2 separate regions of the Mus musculus genome follow, and region 2 is linked to region 1. A link is a contact called in public HiChIP or PLAC-seq data. All regions are on one chromosome and are shown on one strand. Each heading gives the region's core, a stretch centred on a gene start, on an enhancer-like site or on the middle of the called end of the contact. The rest is flanking DNA. Distances are from core to core; before and after follow the strand shown. Region 1 holds the start of Ppp1r13l (protein phosphatase 1, regulatory subunit 13 like). Region 2 holds the start of Cblc (Casitas B-lineage lymphoma c).

What was found. HiChIP or PLAC-seq counts read pairs in DNA pulled down with a chosen protein or histone mark.
Region 2: a contact with region 1 is called in an HNF4G HiChIP or PLAC-seq map of pancreatic cancer cells. The contact joins the promoter of Cblc here to the promoter of Ppp1r13l in region 1. A contact is called at or near these places in 4 of 39 promoter capture datasets (liver, pre-B cells and stem cell-derived epiblast-like cells), 1 of 115 datasets of contacts at active chromatin or transcription factors (pancreatic cancer cells) and 1 of 9 other capture datasets (liver).

The regions. Positions count from the first base shown.
Region 1 is chr7:19,359,351-19,363,926 of GRCm38.p6, forward strand. Ppp1r13l (protein phosphatase 1, regulatory subunit 13 like) reads left to right here and starts at 1,866. Exons shown (of 13, transcript NM_001010836.3): 1 at 1,866-1,966. It overlaps Cd3eap (CD3E antigen, epsilon polypeptide associated protein), which reads right to left and starts at 133. Exons shown (of 3, transcript NM_145822.2): 1 at 38-133. The coding sequence starts at 59.
Region 2 is chr7:19,794,613-19,799,188 of GRCm38.p6, forward strand. It overlaps Cblc (Casitas B-lineage lymphoma c), which reads right to left and starts at 2,197. Exons shown (of 12, transcript NM_023224.5): 1 at 1,821-2,197. The coding sequence starts at 2,170.

The DNA.
Region 1 (4,576 bases), core at 616-3,115:
GATGCCCTTCGTCTCCACCAGTTCAAGCTCCACTCACTGCAGGCCTGGGTACCCGCCATTCCAGCTCCGGAGGGGCCCACGCAGGACCTGCGCGGAACGCTGCCCACCACGTGGATCCAAGGGGTGGAGCCGCACCCGGAAGCATCCAAGTCCTGTAGGAGAGCTGGGCCGTGGCTCGGCGCTGTCACTATTTGCAGAACCCGGATAACCTCCACTCTTAAATTTCACACAGCATAGGATTAAATAATTTCTCGACGATGCCCTGCAGGGGGAAATCAGTTCCCTGTTCGTCAGAAACGCAAGCTAGCTCGGATCTAGGGTGCCTGTTCCCCCGACAACTTTGCTCACGTGGTTTCTTCCAACACCGTCTTAAAGGGGCAGTGACTCGCCTAGGCCACGGCTTTTAAAGAGACAGAAGATCTATTTGCAGCATTCTTGCAAAAGCTAGGTAAGAATTCTGGTTGTCACGATTGTACTTTTAAAGCTAGAGTGTATCTTCGGAAGTCCCTGGTGCAGCGAACGTGGAAGATTTAACTGAACCAGGTCGGAAAATAGAGAAAAGTGTACGAACGGAGCATTTTAATAGCAATCAGAGGCGGAGCTTCTGAAGTCTAGGGGAAGCGGGAAACTGAGGGGGAGGAGTCTGCAGAGTCATGGGAGGAGCCTCGGACCCCAGAGCCCCAGAGCCTGGCTTGAAACGGGGTGAGGGTTAGTGTCAGGGAAGACTTGTAGATGTCCTCGTGGACTTAGTGTCCGGAATGGGAAGTATTCCTCACGGTTCCGAGGCAGGTAGAGGTGCAGCTGGTCGGTCCCTGTCTGCTCCGCGGCCCAAGTAAACAGCGGCGCGTGCACGTGGGATTTGGGGGACGTGCCCACGCCCCCTCCCAGCAGGACTGCAGCGCATGGGGTGGCGGGTGGAGCCGCGGGACGGTGGCGAGACAGGGAGACTCGACTGCATTCCTGGCCGGTGTGTCAGCGTCGCTGCCCGCCCCTTCTGCGGAGATTTTGGAGACTCCTCCAGCATTGGGATGCTCCCCCCTTCTTCTGAGGCTTTTGAGAACAGAGGTCACCAAGGCTACGAAGGAGTGTTCCCTCCGCCAGGAATCTCCAGACTATGTGTCCACCCTCGCGCGTGGGCGAGAAACTCTGGGGCTCGCCCTTTGTGGGCTTCAAAACTCCAATTCCCAGATAACTCGAAGGTGGCTGGCGATGGACGTCGGTCAGGAGTCTGCTGGGGATTGTAGTTCAGCTTGTTGCTAGGCACGCCAGTAAATCGCCAATGCTGTGATGTTTTGTTTTGTTTTTTTGAGACAGGGTCTCTTTATGTAGTCCAGGCTGGCTCGGAATTCGCTGTGTAGATCAGGATGGCCTTGAACTTTCAGAGGTGCGCCTGTCTCTGCTTCTTAAGTACTAGGATTAGAGGCCCCTTATTTTTATTTTTTGTTTTATTTAGACAGATAACCCGGGGCTTGGAGTCCTGATTAAGGTGGGTCCTTTTCTCGCCATAGTATTGGTCGTGTGAATTTCTCCGCGCCTCCCATCTCCTCCTTAAGTGTCCAAATCTTCACTCAGGCAAGGGGACACTGAGCCTGGAGGAGTGGGAAAGGGCTCAGGGGTTCTTCCCTTGTACCCATAGTGAGGTGAGGGTCTAAATTCTTGTGCATTTCGCCGTCCAGGACGTCCATGATCTTCTGGACCTAGCTCTGGCTGACTGTCAAATGGATCGCGTCTGACTCCAAATGGAAGTGTCCCTGGCGGCGCCTCGCCCATTCGGGACTACAAATCCCAAGGTGCTCCAGGCAACCGCAGTTCCCCCTCCTCCGAGGGACACGCCTCCCTCCAGTCAGAGTCACGTCGTCTAACCTGTTCCCAGGCGACTGCCCCGCCCCGTCCTCCGCTCCCCGCCGCTGGAGCCGGAGCCGGAGCCCGAGGAAAAGCCCCCCGGTGCCAGGATCTGCCCCGACGCGTGAGTTCCACCCCCACCCAGGGTCCAGCCACCCCAGAACCGGATACCGCGTTCCTGGGAAGACTTATTGGAAACTCGGACCTTAAGTCCAGGGGAATAGTGTGGGGAGCTCACGCCTGGATCCCTGGAAAGAAGGAACTGGGGTGCCGACTTTACTGGGCAGATGGATAGGGGGTTTGGACATCTGCTCTTAGTGGTGCTCGGAGCCCTTGGTCCTGGGGAGTTATTGGAGCTGGAATTTTTTGAATACTTTAATTGGGGACCCTTGGAAGTGTCTTAGGGTGCTGTTGAGGTCCCGGGTCTCTGTATTTGGGGCAGATGTGGGAGATCAGGACGTTCTAGAATGGTCCGGCGCCCGGTCACCCTCCAGCTGCCTTCAGCACCGAACCACTAGGTGTTTGAGTAAAATTAGTGGCACTGGACTAGTGGATCCTGGTCTTCGAAAAGAGTGGGACAAGCACGAGGGGCGTGGGTTTCTCAGGAGGCTGTGTGCGCTACACCCCACCTTCTGGTTTTGGGATGGGGGCAGGGAGTGAGAAGCCGGGGCAGCTCTCCAACCTCTTCTGTGCCGCTGAGCGAACCCCAACATGTCATTAGCTGGGGCGTCAGACCTGCCTAACCAGAGGAGTCACATTCGCCCAGGAGCGCCCCCTAGCGGAAGCGGGAGTCAGACCTCTTATTGCCCCCACGGGATGGGAAATAGGTGGTGTTTGGTAAAGTCATTCTAGAGCCCAGGGCAGAATAACAGGACTGCAGGGCTGGATCTGGTAGGCTTCTGTGGCCGTGTACTGCTGCGTTATGCGTTACAGAGAATGGAAGTGGTAAACAGGCTGGCGGGCCATACAGGCAGTTGAATTGGACGTCTCCTTCGCTCTTGTGACAGCTGTCTGTGTGTGGAAGGAATTCCTTCACTGCCACCAGCTTTTCTAATTAACCTTCTTCCTCCTGGGGTGGGGCTCCTTGTGACCCAGAGGTGAGGCATGTTGCCTCCACTTCCATCTGTCTGACCTGAGGTATTATGGGAGATAAGGGAGGGAGGGAGGCTAATTCTGGAGGTGTCTGTCTGTCCTTGAGCCAGGGAGAGGGCAGGGGCAGGCACGCACCTCCCACTGTCTCTCCACCTCTGAGCCCTTATGTAGGGGGATTACGAAGCTGGTGGGGGAGAAGGGTCTGAAGAGGGAGGGTGTTTGCGAATGCCTGGGCTGGAGTGACAGCCTGAAATGAAGCTAAGGAACAATAGCCACAGCTGCCAGCACAGGCTGTGTGTGTCCTGCCAGGCTCAGGTCAGGATGGGTCTCTCTGTCCACACAGGCATTTGGCAATCACCCAAAGGTAGAAACAGCGAGTTCCACCTTCAGTGGAGTTCGTTGACCCCCGAGAGGATGCCTCCCTAGCAATGGGGAAACTGAGGCTGGTCCTGGGAACTTTCCAGTTTCTGTCTGGAACCTTCCAGGGCCTCTCATCCTGCCGTAGCCCTACATTCCTGGGGATAGTCACTGTTGCTCTCTGGTGGGAGAATTAGGGTCCTGTGGTCTAGAGGCTCAGGCGGTTGAGACCACTGGCAACAGAACGCACAGCTCTTAGAAGCGCAGAAGGAAGGGGTTGATGTGTGGCTCAGCCAGTAGAGTGCTCACCTAGCGTGCAGGAAGCCCAGGTTCAATCTCCAACACTGCATAAAAAAGACTGTTAGGGTACATAGCACTGGGAAGGTGGAGGCAGGTGGAATGAGAGTTTAAGTATAGCAGAGAGAGAGAGAAAGAGAGTGAGAGAGAGAGAGAGAGACAAGATAAGCTCAGTGGTGGCAGTAGCCCATGCCTTTAATCCCAGCACTCAGGAGGGAGTTCCAGACAAGCCAGGGAGATATAAACCAACCGACCAAGAACTCTCACAAAAAAATTATACACTGGGTTTTCATCCCTCCCTCTGAACCTGCCCGCGTGTGATCGATCGATCGATCGATCGATCAATACCCCAGGCCTCAGGGACTGAACTCAGGCCTTTTGCTAGCTACACAAGCACTGAACTGCTGGGAGCTAAAATTCAGCTCTTGTTCTTCTAAGGCAGTGTCACTTATGTAGCCCAGGGTGGCTTCGAACTAGAGACCCTACTGCCTCAGTGTCCCATGTGCTGGGATTGCAGACACTCATGTGTGTCGCCCTGAAGAACCTTGGAGGAGGGTTGGTAGAGTTAACAGTCCAGGATGCTTGACATTCGGTCCTTAAATTGCACTGTTGTAAGTACTGCATATTTTAGGTCCTCCAATGCCCACACCTCATCTAGGTGAAGGCCTTAATCCCCCCCGACGGCACATGGAAGGAAACAGGGACTGAGAAGCTACGCCAGGAGCTAGCTCAAAGCTTAGCTAGGAGAAGTCCCATGTGCATGCATTCCACCGACTTAAAAATCAAGTCTGACCCGGCTGGAGCAAAGGATTGCACTCTGGGTGTTCCCAGCCCATCTCAACACCCTGACCTGGATCCCACTGACTCCTCCAGGAAGCCCAAACGGGATCCTTCACCTCTGGGAACCGGGCTGGAGGGCAGAGGAGGCCGGACGAGGAGACCAAGGGTGGAGCACAGATGGCAGCCAGATGAAGGGAGAGCTAGAGTT
Region 2 (4,576 bases), core at 947-3,446, 440 kb after region 1:
CTCTGCTAGAGCAGAAAGCCCTCTGCCTCTAAGCCAGTGCTCCTCCGCCTTCCTAAGGCTGAGACCCTTCAATACAGTTCTGTATGTTCTGGTGACCCCAGCCATAAAACTATTTTCCTTGCTACTTCCTTTTTGCTACTGTTATGAGTCATAATGTAAACGCCCGTGCTTTCCCATGGTCTTAGGAGACCCTGTGAAAGGGTGGTTGGATGGCCAGGTTGAGAACCACTTCCCAAAGCCATCTCTCTAGCAGGTGCTTTAGCTGTGGCATATACACCAGACTGCAACAAGGCAGGCTGAAAGAAGTAACAAAAATTGTAACAATTGGGGCTAGAGTTGGTTCAGCTGTTAAAAACACTGGCAACCTGTCTTCTGACTCTGACCAGTGTATGCACACTAACAGTGAAAGCTAATTCCAAGTGATAAAAAAGAAATCTAGCCGGGCGTGGTGCCGCGCGCCTTTAATCCCAGCACTCCGGAGGTAGAGGCAGGTGGATTTCTGAGTTCGAGGCCAGCCTGGTCTGCAAAGCGAGTTCCAGGACAGCCAGGGATATACAGAGAAACCCTGTCTCGAAAAAACAAAACAAAAACAAAACAAAAAACAACAACAACAAAAGAAATCTGTAACTGAGCAGTGGTGGTACGGCCTTTACTCTCAGAGGCAGAGGCAGGTGGATCTATGTGGGTTCTGGGCTAGCCTGGTCTACAGAGGGAATTCCAGGATAGCTAGAGCTACACAGAGAAATGGGATCCAAAAACAACCAACCAATCTACCAACCAAACAAGAGAACCAGTTTATTACTCTGGGCTGATTGTGGTGCCAGAGCCCTTTGACCCCAGTACTCAGGAGGCAGAGGGAGGTGGATCTCTGTGAGTTTGAGGCCAGCCTGGTCTACAGATCGAGTTTAAAGGCCAGCTGGAACTACATAAGAAAGAAAAAAAGAAAGGAAGAAAGAAAGGAAGAAAGAAAGAAAAAAGAGATATGTATTTTCATTATATATACACACACACATACATACATATATATACACATATATATGCACATGTGTGTCTCTATATATTATACTATATATATATATGTGATATATATATTTATTTATTCAGGCAAGTCACAACAAGGCTAGGGAGCCAGACCCAAATCACCAGTTTAGACCTTGCTCTGGGTTCCAGCTCCAGTTCTATGCAGTTGTCCCACAAGCCAGAGGGCAGGCACGTCTAAGATCCTTGGAACAGACATCTTTGCTGGAACCCAGACAGGTGGAAGTGGAGGTGGGAGTGGGGGCTGGCCTGTTTCTCAGGCTGGACAGGTGGGTCCAACTCATCCTGCCTCCCCAACAGGAAGTTTGCTCTTTTATTTTTTGTTGTTGTTCCGAGACAGGGTTTCTCTGTGTAGCCCTGGCTGTCCTGGAACTCTTTGTAGACCAGGCTGGCCTCGAACTCAGAAATTCGTCTGCCTCTGTCTCCCAGTGGGATTGAAGGCGTGCGCCACCACTGCCCAGCTGAAGTTTGCTCTTCTAGGAGAGACACACGCCTGCACCCCAGGTTCAAGCTGATCTACAAAAGGAAGAAAGGGGGCCTGGAGGCAAGGGTGCTTAAAGGGGGGAATAATGGGGAGGAAGGCTGGACCTGTACTCCTGGGTCTGATGGAATAAAGGGTCTTGACTTTTGGGTCTGATTGAGGAGAGTTGAAGCTTGTACTTCTGGGTCTGAAGGAGGAGGGTGGAACCTGGACCCCTGGGTCTGAGGGAACAGGCGGCTGGTGGCACACAATCCGGAAATCACTAGTTTGTGACTTGTCTCTGAGGTAGGTTAGCGCTCACCTGAATCTGGAGCCCTCCCGGAAAACATCCTGGTTCACGTCCTTTTTGCCTCGGGGTGGCAGGAGCTCCGCCACCTGCCTGCCTTTGACCTCCAGATTGGCCAGGTAGATGGCCAGAAAGTCATCGGCGCCACCGGGACCCTCGGGGTCTTCCCTGGCCTCGCGCCGGGCCTTTGCCACCTCTCCAAGTAGCTGCGCGGTGCGGGGCAGCAGGTCCCGCAGGGACGGGGGCCCCGTGACCATCCTGGGATCCCTGCATTGCTCTTCTAGGCGCTGGAGCAACTTCACCGCCCGGCTAAGCGCGCGTGGCTCGCCCCGCTGCCACCCTCGCGGGGCTGCCGCCGCAGCCATGGGTCCCTCGGGTGGCTTGGGACTGGGACGGAGGGGTGTGGCGGGGAAAGGCTCCAGGTAGGGGCGGGACCAAGAGGGAGCAGGGGGCAGGTCCTGGAGGACCAGGAGGGGACTGTAGGTAAAAGGGGCCGGCCTGGAGAGTCTGAGGGAGGACGGCTGAAGCTGGACGCCTGTAGAGTCTGAGGGAGGAGAGCTGGGACTAGACCCCTGGGTCTGAGAGAGGAGGGCTAGAGTCTGGATTTATTGGTGTTGAGAAAAGAGGTGGTTCCGCAAGTAGGGCTCTGGGACAAGGCACCCTTTCATGAATTGTGGCTGAAGCTGTCAGTCTTTCTTCATAGGGGAGTCAGAGAGCTGAGTCTTCTAAGAACAGAAAGTCAAGTAGTTACTCTATGTCCCCGAGGTAAGGTACTAGAACCACCGGAGTTCGGGCTCCCGTGGCAGGTAAGGGAAATTTAGTTACAGTTTAAGTACCCAGATTTTCAAAAGAGGTGAAAGGGGTGTGGCGGAAAGTGGCGTTCAGGAATGCACAGGGCTGCAGGAAGTGGCTGCCGGGCAGGTTTGCACCCCAACCTGCCAGACCTGTAGGTCCGCCCTGATTATGCTTCAGACAGCCACCAGAGGGCGCCGTGGACACGGTTCTCTCTGCCCCAGGGCACCCAGGGCATCCAGCAAGCCAGCCACCACCCCAGCTAGGCCCGGTACTGACTCCTCAGCCTGCCTGCTCTCTCACTCTCTCCTTCTCCCTTCCTCTCCCTTCCTCTCCCTCCCTGTTTGGCAAAAACTCCAGATCCAGGAGATCTGAAGCCTCTGTCCTCTGAAGACACCCTGGGTAAGCACACACACACACACACACACACACACACACACACACACACACACTTTGTTGTTCTAGCTTTGTTTTTTTAGACAGTATCTCACCATACAACCCTGGGCGTCCTGGAACTCTCTCTGTAGACCAGGCTGGCATCAAGCTCACAGAGATCTGTCTGCCTCTGCCTCCCAAATGCTTGGACTAAAGGCACGGGGCATGCCTGGTACAATATCTTTTATTATTAAAAAAAAAAAATCCCAGCACGATGGAGTCAGAGGGAGACTAATTTCTGATTTAGAGCCAGCCTGGTCTACACATTGAGAGTTCCAGGTAAGCCAGAGTTACACAGAGAAATCCTGTCTCCAAAACAAACAAACAAACAAACATAAAAAATTGAAGTTGAATGTGTTTTCAGATAATTTTAAACCTAATTATTCAGGAAGAAGAGAACAAAGATGTTGAATTATGGTCCAGCCTGGGCTACAAAGCAAGGTTCTGTTTCTAACAACCGAACGGGGTTGGGAATTTGGCTCATTGGGTGAAAGTGCTCCTCACCAATCCTGACAGCCTGAATTTGGTTCTCAGAACCCACAGAGTGGCAGGAGAGAAGGGAGTAATATGAGCTGTCCTCTGACCTCCACATGTGTCCACAGTCATGCACGCACGTAAATAAACAGACATAAACCCAAAGAAAAACAAACTTCTCCCAAACCACCCAATCCATCCCCAACACACACACACACACACACACACACACACACACACACACACACACAAACAAAACCTAACAGAAGGCCCATCTTTGGGATCTTTGGGGCTGGGTTGGGATGTAGCTCAGTTGGTGAATGTTTGTCCAGAACATAAAAAGCCCTGGGTTCCACCCCCAGAATCACAGACATGAATTATAGTGACCTGTGCCTGTTAACTTGGGAAGAGGAGGCAGGGAAATTACCAGTTCAAAGTCTACTTCATCTACATATCAAGTTCGTAGATTTGGTTTGGGCTATGTGATCACCTGCCTCATTCCTTCCCCAATAAAATGACCAAAATTAAAATACTATGTATGGTATGATTCTATTCCTATGAAATATACAGAATAGGTGACTTTAAAAATTAAAATATAGTCAGGCAGTGGTGGCGCACGCCTTTAATCCCAGCACTTGGGAGGCAGAGATAAGCAGATTTCTGAGTTCGAGGCGAGTCTGGTCTACAGAGTGAGTTCCAGGACAGCCAGGGCTACGCAGAGAAACCCTGTCTCAAACAACAAAAACAAAAACAAAAACAAAAACAAAAACAAAAACAAAAAAACCCAACAACAAAAAACACCAACCAACCAAAAAAATATAATATGTATTATGTTTTAATTTGTAATTTAACTTGTAATTAATAATATGTAATACCACTGATGATATATTTAGGGTCATTAGTATATGGGAAAAGACAGGAACTAACAATGGGTTTCTTTTCACTTTTCTTTCTTTTATTAGTATAGCCCATGTAGAACAGGCTAGCCTCAAGCTTCCAGAGGTATAGAAATCCACCAGCCTCTGCAAGTGCCAGAAGCACTCTTAACTGTTGGGCCATCATTCCAGCTC